Regions from separate parts of the Anas platyrhynchos genome. Here region 2 is linked to region 1. Evidence: chromatin contacts called from public Hi-C data. All regions are on one chromosome and are shown on one strand. Each heading gives the region's core, a stretch centred on a gene start, on an enhancer-like site or on the middle of the called end of the contact. The rest is flanking DNA. Distances are from core to core; before and after follow the strand shown. Region 1 holds the start of MID1IP1 (MID1 interacting protein 1). Region 2 has its middle 85 kb from the start of MID1IP1.

Region 1 (5,671 bases), core at 711-3,210:
ATGAATCGCTGCCTGCGAGTAGCCATGACTCCATCTTCTCAGATTCTGTTAAAGAGGCGCTGACCTTCACGCTCCTGCTCGTACAGAACCCCTGCACGACTGGGTTGGGAATAGCTGACCAGCACTGGGGACACCTACGGTGTGCTTAATTCACTCACTGCCAGTTTTAGATCTGCCGAGTTACCATCGTACCTAGTCACTCCCTTTGGAAACCGAAAAAAAACAAAAACCAAACAGCAAGTCTCTTACACACACACAGAGATTTCTGTGTCTACAAAGGCAGTGCCGGAAATAAGAACAACAGATGAATTTCAGATGTTAAAAATATCATTTAATTAATGAAACATAAATCATACCAAAAAGTTAAGTCACTTTTAGTCAATACATTTGCATTTATTTTAGAATATACTCTACATCTGAGTAAAAAAGTTTTAAATAGGCTTCAGTACATGTACAACCGTGGAACCCTTCATCCTTCCCAGTGAACTGGGGTGTTTGCGAGTCCACTGGGTCCCGTCCCGGGTAAGACGAGCAATTTTAAGCCGGTCTCGTTATTTTCATCAGCTTCTCTTTAGCCTCAGACCGGCCAGCTATGCAACGCGCTCATACACGTACAAATCCACCCTCCCTGCCTGGAAGAGGCACAGCTTGCCCCACACCATACAAAAAAAAAAAAAAAAGAGGAAAAAAAATTAATAAACTAGTATCGATTAATTTACATCTCGCTCGCTCTCTGTTTTGTGCGTTGGTAAAAACGACTGCAGTCCCGGGAGCACGCGGGGAGACCCCACCCCCGTTAGGAAAGTAGTGCAAAACAAGGGAGGGGGGGGGGTCCTGCGGAGGGAACCCCGCTCCCACCGCCGCCCCCCGTCCCGTCTCATCCCATCCCGTCCCATCCCGTCCCCCGCCCCGCGCTCCCACCCTCACTGCCCCCAGCTGCCGAAGCCGATCTCCTGCTTGTATCGGTTGGTGAGCACGTTGGCCTTGCGGGTGAGCTTGGAGAGCACCGTGTGCAGGCCGCTGAGGTGGTAGTGGAACTGCTGCTCCAGGTCCTCCTCCGCCTCGCCCTCCTCGGCCGGCCCGCCGCCCAGCTTGTCCTTCTTGCGGGCGGCCTCGTCGGCGGCCGGTGGCGGTGGCTGCACCACGCCCCACTCGATGTCGTTGCGGATGGACTTGAGCAGCACGTAGTGGCTGTACATGTCCCGCCGGGAGAAGTAAGCGCCGGGGCTGGCGGTGGGCAGCGGGGCCTCCCGCTGCGGGCAGACGGCTCCGGCCGCGTCCAGCTCCTCCAGCAGCAGCGGCACGTCGCGCAGCAGGCTGGGCACCATCACCGTCTGGTCCATGTTGTTGACGGCGCCGATGAAGCGGTTCATGGCGTTGAGCAGCGAGTACTTCTGGCTGTACGAGTCGCAGAGCTGCATCATGACGGCGGGGATCACCTCCTCCTCGTCCTTCCTTCTCCTCCTCCTGGCTAGGCGCTGCGGCTGCCCTCCGCCGTGCCTCGGCTGCTGCTGTCCCGTGGGGAAGCCCTGCGGGGAGGAGGGCGTTAGGGATCGCGCTGCACCGAGCTGTGCTCCCCCTCTTATCCCTTTCCCTCTCCCACCCCGGAGCCACCCCTACAAGCGGCCCCACCGCCCCCACCCTCCCCCCTCCGCCCGAAAAGCCACGGAACACCCCCCAAATAACACCCACAAAGGCACCCGTGGACGATGGCTGACCCCCCCGGATGAACCGGCACCCACCGTGTGGCGCAGCCGCTCCCCGCCGCCGTCAGCCCGCCGCCGCCCGTGTCCGCGCTCCCATCCCCGCCGCCCTATTTATAAGCGCCTGCCCGCCGACGAGGTGTTCCCCAGTGCCACCCCCCCGCGCCGCCGGGACAGATAAAGGCGGCGGGCGGCGGCCCCGGGGCTCGGCGGCGGCTCCGCCTCTCTCCCCACAGCCGGGGGAGGGAGAGGGAGGAGGGAAAAAGGAGAAGGGGGAGGGAAAAGGGGAGGGGGGAGGAGGCCGCGGGGACGGAGCCGCCTCCGGCGCCCGCCCGCCTCCTGCGGGGGCCGCCGCGGACTGAGGGGGCCACGCGGGCGGCGCGTGCAGCCCGCCCTCCCGCCGCCCTCCCATTGGCTGCCGCCCGCGCGCGCGCGCGCGGCGCCGCGTGCACGGCTCCGCGCGCGCTCGCGCTTCCCCCCCCCTTTCCCCCCTTCTTTCCCATAATGGCGCCGAGCCGCCCGGCCCGCCATCACCCCACGGCCTCACCTCCGCGCCCAGCCAATCAGCGGCCCGGCCCCGCGCCCCCCCCTCCCTCCCCAGCCAATGGGAGGGCGGCCAATGGCATTGCTGGGGGGGGCAATCAGGAAGAGCGGCCCCTTCCCCCGCCGCGTCCCTGGTAACAGGCGGCCCGCCGCGGGTCACGTGGGGGGGGGGGGGGGGAGCGCGTTGCCATGGCGACGGGGCAGCCGCGGGGAGGGGGGGGGGGCGGGGCTGGCGCGCGGGGCGGCCGTTAACGGTCGGCGGGCAGCCGTTAGCGCCGAGCTGCCTCAGCGGCCCCTCAGGCGCCGGGCCGGCCGGCTGCCGTGTCTGTTTATCTATCTATTTATCTATCTATTTATTTATTTTTATTTTTGATTTTTTATTTTTTTTTTCAACTTCCCGGTGTTCCGGTCAGCCCTGAGGCGCGGCGTGAATTAAAAAAATTAAAAAAATTTCCCTCTCGGTGAATTAAAAAGAGGCGCCTTAAATGCGAGTCTGCGTGCTCAGTGTTAAACCTGCGGGTACCGTTATAACGTGCGGCCCCGGCAAGAAACCCGTGGCTCCCTCAGCGGGTGAGGCCCGTAAATGCGGATCCCTAACCCCAGAGTCACGCCGGGGCACAAAGCTCTGTGTGCAAGTAGCGCTTCCTTAACGTGTTCCTTCACCTGCGCCTGTTAGCGAGCCGCTTCTGATATCGGCAAGTCCTCTGTCAGTCAGCCCTCCATAAGCCACCATTAGGAGCACTGAGGTAGGTGGGTGCTGGAGGAGCAGCACCCGGCCGTTCCCCAGAAGGGCTGGCAGTGCTGGCAGCTCCCTTTGTAGGGCTGGCCGATGCCCAAACTGGCTCCTCAGCCAATTCAGGTCCCAGCGTGCGTGCTGGCACGGGGCTGGTGCTGTTGTTTCACACTTCTCTCCCCCCCTTTCCCTTTCTGGGTCCAGTGGTACCGAGCTCTGAACCGAGGAAACCCGTCGCCCCTCATCCAGAAGGCACGCATGTGAATTTATCGTTTTAATTGATGTCTCTCCGTGAGTTTCGTATAATCAGCACTTGTAAGCTTAACATGCTAATGAACGGGGTAAGTAGGAACCTAATACGTTAAAGGAATGCAGACCAATTTGTCTGAGTCCCGCTGAGATCTGAGGCATAACTTTCGCAAAGATTTACTCGCGTTTCTGCCTCTTCCTCCTGCTCCTGCAGCTCCCCTGTGAGGGGAACGATCCTTCAGCAGCCATGGACACCTCTGGGAAGGAGCACGAGGGCTCAGGATGAGGCCGTTTGGAGAAGGCAGTGGCGATCATCCATCTCCTCTCCCCCCGGTGAGCATGCAGCTCCGAGCAAGGCTGCGTCGTGGCAGGGAGCAGCAGCGTGCCCCCTGCGAGGTGCAGAGCCCCGGCAGGCTGCAGGCAGAGCCTTGCTGCGAGCAGGATCACAGCGTGGTGGGAGGCAGCCCGGCGCGGGGCTGCCGGGAAGGCCCTCGGAGCCGCACGGCTCTGCAGCTTGCGCTCGGCGGCCTGCCAAACCCCGGCTTCCTCAGCAGCGTTCCTGGAAACCATCCCAAGTTCAGCTTCAGGCTGCTAGCCGGGGCCTGGAGTCCCTTGCAAACAGCGCTGGCGGGTCAAAGCAGCCTGAAATTCCCCAGACAGGAGCTGGGAAATGCTGCTCCCGTGCTGCGTCCCTCCCCCTATCCTTTTGGCAGCCTCATCCGTCCCCAGTCCCCACCGTCCGCCCGTCAGAGTCGGCACTGCGATGTGATGTGCGGTGCCCGGGACAATGGTGATCCCTTTCAAACGGCTCCTTAGCACTGCCATAATAAGCCTGATAAATAAAACATGGGCTGCAGGCGCGGATTTACTGGAGAGGGCTGAGGGGGCTGTAGCTCCCTCATTAGTATCTCCCGGTGCGGCAGGCGCGCTCCTCATTATGTGGCACGGTAGCAGTTGCCTAGTCATCCGCGGTGCGGCTGCAGCCACTCTGAGGATGCACCAGGGATCCGAGGGGTTTTTTTTTCTTCCTGCATTAATAACAGGAATTTACCGTGGAAAGAAAAAAAAAAAAAAGATGAAAAACCCCACCAAGTTGAATCTGAAGAGGATGAAGGGGAAAAGAGTGTGATACTGAGCCTGATTTTCTCTCTCTCGTGTCTCAGTAAATGCAAAGAAATCCACCTGGCCTTGCCACCTCCGCTGCCCCGCCTGGCCCGGCGATGCTCCGAGCGCAGCATCCACCACAACCTTCCCACCCTGCGTCGTGCAGGGTTCGCTACGCGGGGGCTGACAGCAGGAAAGGCATCACCTGCAGCTTCCATGCGGTTCCTGCTGTCCGCCCTGCGTCCATCCTGATGGAGAAGTCCCCAAACAGAGGGGACAAACCCTCTGCTTGCCCGTCCCTCCCCAGAGCCCACCGTGCCTCGACTTCCAGGCGCCTGCCTGTGTGCCTCGGAGGGCCCGTCCCCCCGCTCCCCCTTTGGCAGCGCAGGTGGTAACGCGGGCATTGTCTCGGCGCAGGGCTCTGCGTTGGATAATCTCAGCGGCTCAACTGTTTTTATCTGGATCTCCCTCCTGAACTGATAAATCTAAATTGCACATTTTCTAAACCGCTTAGCTTAGGGGTAAATCTTGCAGGTATTCTCCGATGGCGAGCTGCTGTCTTTTGCACCTGTCTAGCACCATCTACTGTAGCTTCACTGTACTGTTAGCCCTTCCCTTCCGTCTGCGCGCTTGCCGGTCCTGCAGGAGCTGCCTGCACCCCGAGGAGCTGGCGGAAGGACGTGAGCTCTGTTTTCACTGGAGAGGCTCGCCGAAGCTTTCCCTGCTAGCTAGTGGAGCTAGAATTTGGGATGTGGCAGGACGAGGGGTGGGAACGGGGCTTTGTCTGGGGCAAAGAGGGTCCAAACAAGAAGAAATTTTCCAGTTGCTGCTAGAGGATGCCGAGACTTCAGCTGGGATCCTTGCCACCCATTGATTGGGGAGCTATGGGGCTGCTATGGATTTGTATGATTAACTTTACAAAAAGCACCTTAAAGCTGGAAGGCAAAATCAGAACTAAATTGTGCTAAGCATTACAGATGGCGCGTTTTTTTTTCTTAATAAATCTGTTGATGTGAGTATTTCTGTAGGTGATAGATTAACATAAAAACACTGCCAGTCTGTTCCAGGGCTCTAAAGCACAGAACAAGGTACATCTTACGATTTTGGTCGTTGTTGTTGTTGTTATTAATCCCCAATTTAACTCTTTGAAGCTACTTGCCAGGAGAAGTAACTTGTTTCAGTAGCAAGCAACATGTTTTTCTACAACCCTTGTGAAAACTGGAAATGAAGTGGATTTGGCAGCTTCACCTTTAGAGTGCTGCAGCAAACCCGCAAACCTAAAGACCACAGGGTTTTGTCCTGGCTTTGTTTCTTGATGAAGTTCTGAAAAGAGTTAAAT
Region 2 (6,170 bases), core at 3,583-6,082, 83 kb before region 1:
CCGTCTCCCGATTTTGATGGAAATAGTATACAACATGTTTTATCTTTGTGAAACAATAAGAGCGAAGGGGCTGTGAGCCAGGGCTGCCAGCTAAGAGTTGGTGATGGAATTTAATTGGTTAGTAACAAAATTTTAGTGCTGAGACAGCTTGTTTACATCTATTTAATGTCATTGCCTCCTGAATTTGTCTATCAGGGAGTGCTGCTTCAGCCAGATAACAGTTTGCCTGGAAGTTTGTGCCACTTCCAGATTTATCTTCTCTTCGGGCCACCAACAGCCTCTTTGCAGCCTCTTTTCAGCTGCTATTAGCTTCCTTTTTGTTTGAGCTGCACCTGCACCGAGGTGCACTCTGTCCCTGCTTATGCTGTGGCCTTTCACCTGCTGGTAGTGCTGCTTTAATCACATCCTTTCTCTCTTCTGGCTTCGTGTCTTTTGTTTGCTATCCCATGGACCTGTGGCAGTTTGCACTTCTGCATTTCCAAAGCTTGCTCCATTCCTCACTTGCAAATCCAGAGAAGGGGCATCTTATTTAAGTGAGGCATTTCAGCTCTGAAGCTAAAATTGTGCAAGGACCTTGGGAACTGGATCTCGGGAACATGGAATTACTGAATGTGCTCGTTACTATATGGGAGCGGGCCCATAATGTGCTACTATTTTCCAGCATTTGCTTTTCTTTGAGCTGTAGTTGCCTGCTCCCTAGAATGCCTTTAAAGGGCAAATGGGATAGGAAAATGCATTTGTTCAGCTTTCTGTGCCTGTTGCACAGTGCTGTATGCCGGTAGGGCTGGGGCTCACATGCAGCACGCTCTGACTAAGCACTCTTTAACTGGTGAGTGACAATATTTGCAAACCTGAGAGTTCAAGCATGAGAGGGAAAAGGAATGCAAGTTTAGAGGCAGACCACAACACAGCTCAGAGCATAATGCATGTGTCTGCGTGCAGATGCGCCAGAAAGTACCAATGAATTGTAAAGCACCGTAATTGGCCCCATTGACATTCAGGTAGTGTGCCAAACAAAGAGCAACTTACATATCCAAGCGGGCACACAAAGATTGGCTCCACAGTTCAAGGGGAAAAAGTGTGAGTCAGTATCACTAACGTGCTCCTGTAGGAAAGCTGAAGTCAATGGTCTGCTACTCTGTCCATCTCTGCTACCTGCTCCACGTGGGAGGAGATTCTGAAACCTTTGTGAGACTATGAGAGTAGTCTCCACAAATGGCTCTGCTACTGTTGTGTTATAACAGCGAGGAGGTAGCAGTAAGTTTTCTTAAAGTGGGAGGCAATTGTTTATGAAAGGCTGCTAGAGGAACCATCAGGTGTACCTGAAAACAAAACAAAACCAAACAAAACAAAACAAAAACACAAATAGAGGCACAGCATGAATTTCTGGTTTGAAAGTTCAACAAAATGCAGTTGAATGGTTCTTTAACAGCTCTAAATCTTGGCGAATCCCAAGTTTCACTATTTGGGTCTTGATGGGAGGATTACTTGGCCAATGCTTGCCATTGTGAGCATTTCCAAATCCTTCAGCTAAACGCTGAGGAAATTGAATCAGGATTAATAAAAGGCCTTGTTACAGAAATAGGCGCTGGCATGGAGAAGGGATTCCAACCCTCTGACTACTGACACATGCACGTTCATCAGGCTCACAGTGTCTGTTTTGCTTAGACTGAGCAAGAGTTATTACATAAGGTTTAACTATTGCTTCCATGAACTTCTAATGATAATCTACTGCCTCGTTACAAAATAATCAGCCTTGCGGAGACCCTGAGGCTTAGCTGCTTCTCTGTGATGTCCTCAGAACCAAGTTACAGGAGGAACAGTTTTGGGCTGCAATGTATAATGCCGATAGATGTTGTCAGGAGCTATTAATAGGCTAAAGGAAATGAAGGAAATTGTTCCTGGAAACAGGAAAGAAAGAGGATCTAGTAAACGTAAATCCCATTAAAAAAGAAGCTGTTTGAAAAAGAATATACTTTTTCAGAATACTTAGGAGAGCCATGCACCTTCCATATCTAGTGTTAGCTGTTATTATTTGGAGATTTAAAACATTACAGAGGTACCCAACAGAGTCTTTCACAGTGACAGAGCCTTGGAAGATAGCACTGGAGGAGTACTCTTTGGGTAAGAGCAACCGTGACATTGGATAATCACTTTTGTTGGTGAAGGCTAACTGATGCACAGCTCTACCACAGCAAATATTTAATAACATTCCTTTGTCATCACGTTTTGTTAGGCGGGAGCATAGACCAAAACTGGCATGTGTCAGGTCCCATGCTGCTGTGGGACTGGGGAGAGAGCCTGCAGTCACCTAGCTGTGACAGAACTTTTAAAGCTGGCCGACTGGTTTTGGTTAAGTGAATTACAGGATGTTCTTCCCCGTCCCCTGGGGCTCTTACACCTATGTGCTACCTTTACAAAATGAGGCCCTTTTTCCTTGGGGGAGAAAAGAGAGTACCCTTCGTACAATTTTACTTTGCCCATAAGGGCATCAACCAGCCATGACGTATTCATGGCAACTAACAAGGTTTGTAAATATACCATGTCTAGGAAGTCACTGGTGGCAGATGTTTTTTCTCCATCACTGCACACAAGCTTTGTAAGGAGGAACACCCTTTCGGCACAGCAGCAAAGGAAAAATGCAGCGATGTCTTGCCAAAGAGAGAGAAAAGACATTGCAGAGCTGAGCGCTTGGGGAGGTGGGCTCATTTAGCAAATTAAACATGACCTTTTAAGCAGAAAATGGATGGATGTAGAGCAGACATCCCATCAGCTGCGTGAGACAGAAATGTTACAATCTGGCTAAAAGCACCTCATGCTTTTTTAAACTCTGGATATTATAAAAAGCTGTGGGCAAGTAATTTTGTCCGGTTCCTACGAGTATTAACGTACGCAGCCATTCGCAACAAGAAAAGAAGCAGTGTCTAATAATAATCATGATGCATTTTCAGCACTTAAAGGAGGAAATTTAGCCCTGATGCAATCAATACAGTTGTGCCGGAGTCTGACTTCCCTGCTCCCTCCATCCTGCAGGTCCCTGCATGCCTTTACCTTTCAGTGGCTGCAGCCCAGCCAGCTCTGAAATACCTTCACAGAGCTCTGGCCGGCTCCAGCTGAGGAAGTGAGGCACCCACAGCAGGATCTGAAAAGCACTCTCCAGCTCAAGGAAGGTGAGCAAATGCTCAGCACTTCTTGAGAAGAGATTCTTCAAGGAGATGCAGAACACGATGTAGGGCTAAAGATGAGCTCGGTGTCTACAGAGTGCAAGAGCTGTACAGTCACTGATGAATCCACTGCAGTACTTGAGGTGAAGAATGAGCTCCTGTCCTACCCAAGGCCCCCATCCCACTCCACAACCTCTGTTGACCCTCCTTGGGTGTGATACAACCTTTCCCCCTGAGGTTAGGGGCAGCTGGAGAACCAAAGCTGACACTCACCCTTTGGCTGCTGCCTGCATTCAGCTGTTGGGTCTTGTCACAGTCCTAGCCACCTGGCTAACTGAGTAAGGGGTTGCCAGAAAATGTTAAAAAAGCCCCACAATGAATCCACCTGCCCTCCTGCCTCTGCCTCACCTCCTCGAGAGCCCGTGAGAGAACACAACCCTGTGGCTGTGCTTCCAGCACTGTGAGACCAGGGGTTATTGCGTGCTGATTTGATTTGAATCAGCCTTTCATTTCAGGCTGCCCTCCTTTTTTAGTAGTGGTTTTCCTTCATCCAAGGTGGCCTGACCAGAAAAGCTCGTGCCCACACTGGTACTGCTTTGGAGACTTCATTTGTATGTAGGAGCTTGTCCTGTGGCCGCTCATGACCCATTTTAAAGTGGAGCCAAACCATTCAAGGAATGCACAAGCTTGGTGCCCTCCTCTGTACAGCCCGTGTAGCACTGGTTCCCAGCAAGGACCTACAGCAGGGAAAGAGGGCAGGAAAGCTTCAAAGAGACATCCTTTTTATTTCTATGTTTACATATTCAGAAAAAAAAAAAAAAAAAGCGAAAACCTCTATTAAAAATAGCAGCCATGCTCTATATGCTGACCTTGCACAAAAATGGTAATCAAAGAACCTTTGTAGTTTACAGCTCCAATTGAATCGTACAGAGAAAATACTTTTGGTCCAGTGAGTGACAGGGTGACAGGGAGAGCAGTGCTACTAACGGGCTTACAGTGATGTCATTCTGGGGGAAAAAAAAAAAAGGAAAAAGAACCAGCTGAAAATGAGTTGCAATGACAGAAATGTCTTTTCATATTAAAATATTAGTAAATATGGACATTTAGAGCCCCTATCGCTGCTGGATGCAAGTCAGCATAACGGTGCTGATGTCAGGAGCCTTGTGCCAATGCACACTGTCCAAAGAGCTTCTCCTTTGACTGTGCTCTGCTTTGGGCTGATGGGTTTCCACGTGTGACTTGCACCCTCTGCCTGGACCAAGCTTGCAATTTCCCAGCAGGCGTGTACCAAAGGGCTGGGATATAGCCAGGAGCTCCTGGCTTAGGATGCTTCCTTCTCTTTGAGAGCCACACCTGTCTACAGTGCATTTTCTCAGGCAAATGGTAAATATTTGCCACTTCAGGCAGAGCTGTGAGGTGGGTGCAGAAGCGGTCAGAGAGAAAATTGCATTCCCTCAGCAACAGGCAGCAAGTTTGTGGCAACTGCGATCAGGCCTCTGGTCATCTCTCTCCAAGCCCCTGGGGCTGCAACTGCAGCTCACGGTGCCGTCAGGAAGTGGCTCTGAAGAACGAGCACTTTACCTTGAAACAGAGCAGATTGCACCAGACACAAGATATTAAAAAAGAAGAAAAAAAAAAAATCAAGCGGCAGAGTGCACTCGGTGCCCCTGCAAGGTCTCCACTTACACACAAACCATTTCAAATCAGCCAAGTTAAACACTGGCCTGCTCTATCCCCACACTCGGTACATTTCCCAAGGACACAGTATAAATGCTTCCATCAAGGCACAGCTTAATTTATTTGTTTGCTTCTCTCCTTGCTCACGAGAAAGCATTTTTGTTTAAATGGGGAGAATAAATAGTCTCCTGACCCTTCTCTCCGCAGCACATGCTCCAGCGCTACCCTGTGTTTATGAGGCTAATGGGGGAGAATGCTGTGGGAGGCCCTTGTTAAAACACTGCCAGCGCCTTCCCTTTCATAATGCAGTGATTCGGGGCTGCATTGTGTTTGTAGAAGCAGGAGGAAGAGGAGGCTAATAAAAAATAAAATAAAATAAAATCCATTATCAGAGCTTTCTGTGTGTAAGGACAGCCGGTCAAAATGCAGGGAAGACAACAAATACCTTGAAATAAAGAGCCCATGATGGAGATAAATAATCATGGGGCTCATTCAACAAGAGCCTGCTGTTCAGAAATCCACTGGAACAGCTGCAGCTTACACGTCATTATACTTCTGATCAGTGAGCATTAGGAGCCTTTTTGTGAGTCCCTTGTTTGTTGTATTAATCATTGCAAAAACAGGCTCTGCAGACATAAAGCCAGGCAGGAAATGTGGGGACTGTCCTCACCCCAGCTTTGCCAGTCAGTCTCGATTTTAGTCTTTTTTACTCTACTCTATTTTTATTTATTTTTTTTCCTTTTCCAGTGATAAAGGGAGATGTACAGCTTACCCATCGACCTACAAGGGTTTTTGCTTTTTAAATCATCTGTTGGTACAATTTTATATGATGTCAAGTCTTCTGACTTGGAGACACTCGTGGACATCTCTGTCGGTGAAGGTAGGGTCTCAGGTCTTACCCATCAAGCTTCTTTCTGCACTGTAAATGTATCTTCTGGCCTTAGCCATGTTGTGGCATTGTGGCAACATGCTGCGGCAGGAAAAAATGCTTTCCCCCCTCAAATTATTCTGGGAACGTGCTGATGGAAAACAGAGTATCCCTGAGAACCTGGGGGAAAGAAGGTGCCTGGCTTTGACTGCAATGGGAAAGGTGCATTTTTCTTTCACAAACAGAGGAAAGGATCCTGGGATTTTCATGGAAGCAATAAAAACAGGCTGGGACCCCCACTGCGCTCTTCTTGTTAAAAGTGTCTTCTTTAGGCTTTGGATGTGGGGCTGGGTGAAAATCTTTTGGGTTCATTTTGAGCCATGAGGTGGCCGTCCTTTTGCTTGCCTCATGGTGGTAGCCCACAAACCACACAGAGTGATGAGGTGGAAGCAACGCAGCCT

What was found. A called contact is a pair of places that touch in the nucleus more often than the background predicts.
Region 2: a contact with region 1 is called in a Hi-C map of small yellow follicle, with 2.9 times the contacts expected there. The contact joins the enhancer-like site here to the promoter of MID1IP1 in region 1. A contact is called at or near these places in 6 of 8 Hi-C or Micro-C datasets (F1 follicle, liver, skeletal muscle and 2 more).

What each region holds. Positions count from the first base shown.
Region 1 is chr1:122,293,024-122,298,694 of IASCAAS_PekinDuck_T2T, reverse strand. It overlaps MID1IP1 (MID1 interacting protein 1), which reads right to left and starts at 1,960. Exons shown (of 2, transcript XM_027449008.3): 1 at 1,743-1,960; 2 at 310-1,529. The coding sequence starts at 1,424. The coding sequence ends at 924. LOC101793457 (a long non-coding RNA gene) reads left to right here and starts at 1,994. Exons shown (of 8, transcript XR_011804912.1): 1 at 1,994-2,816; 2 at 2,923-2,992; 3 at 3,184-3,320; 4 at 3,443-3,561; 5 at 4,392-5,420.
Region 2 is chr1:122,378,328-122,384,497 of IASCAAS_PekinDuck_T2T, reverse strand. No RefSeq gene overlaps it. Among named protein-coding and RNA genes, the nearest start is that of MID1IP1, 85 kb to the right of the region's middle. Within about 2 kb of position 4,832, at least 3 of the 8 cell types and tissues checked have an H3K27ac peak or open chromatin away from gene starts, as enhancers often do. A contact at or near this core is called in F1 follicle and small yellow follicle, where this site is marked.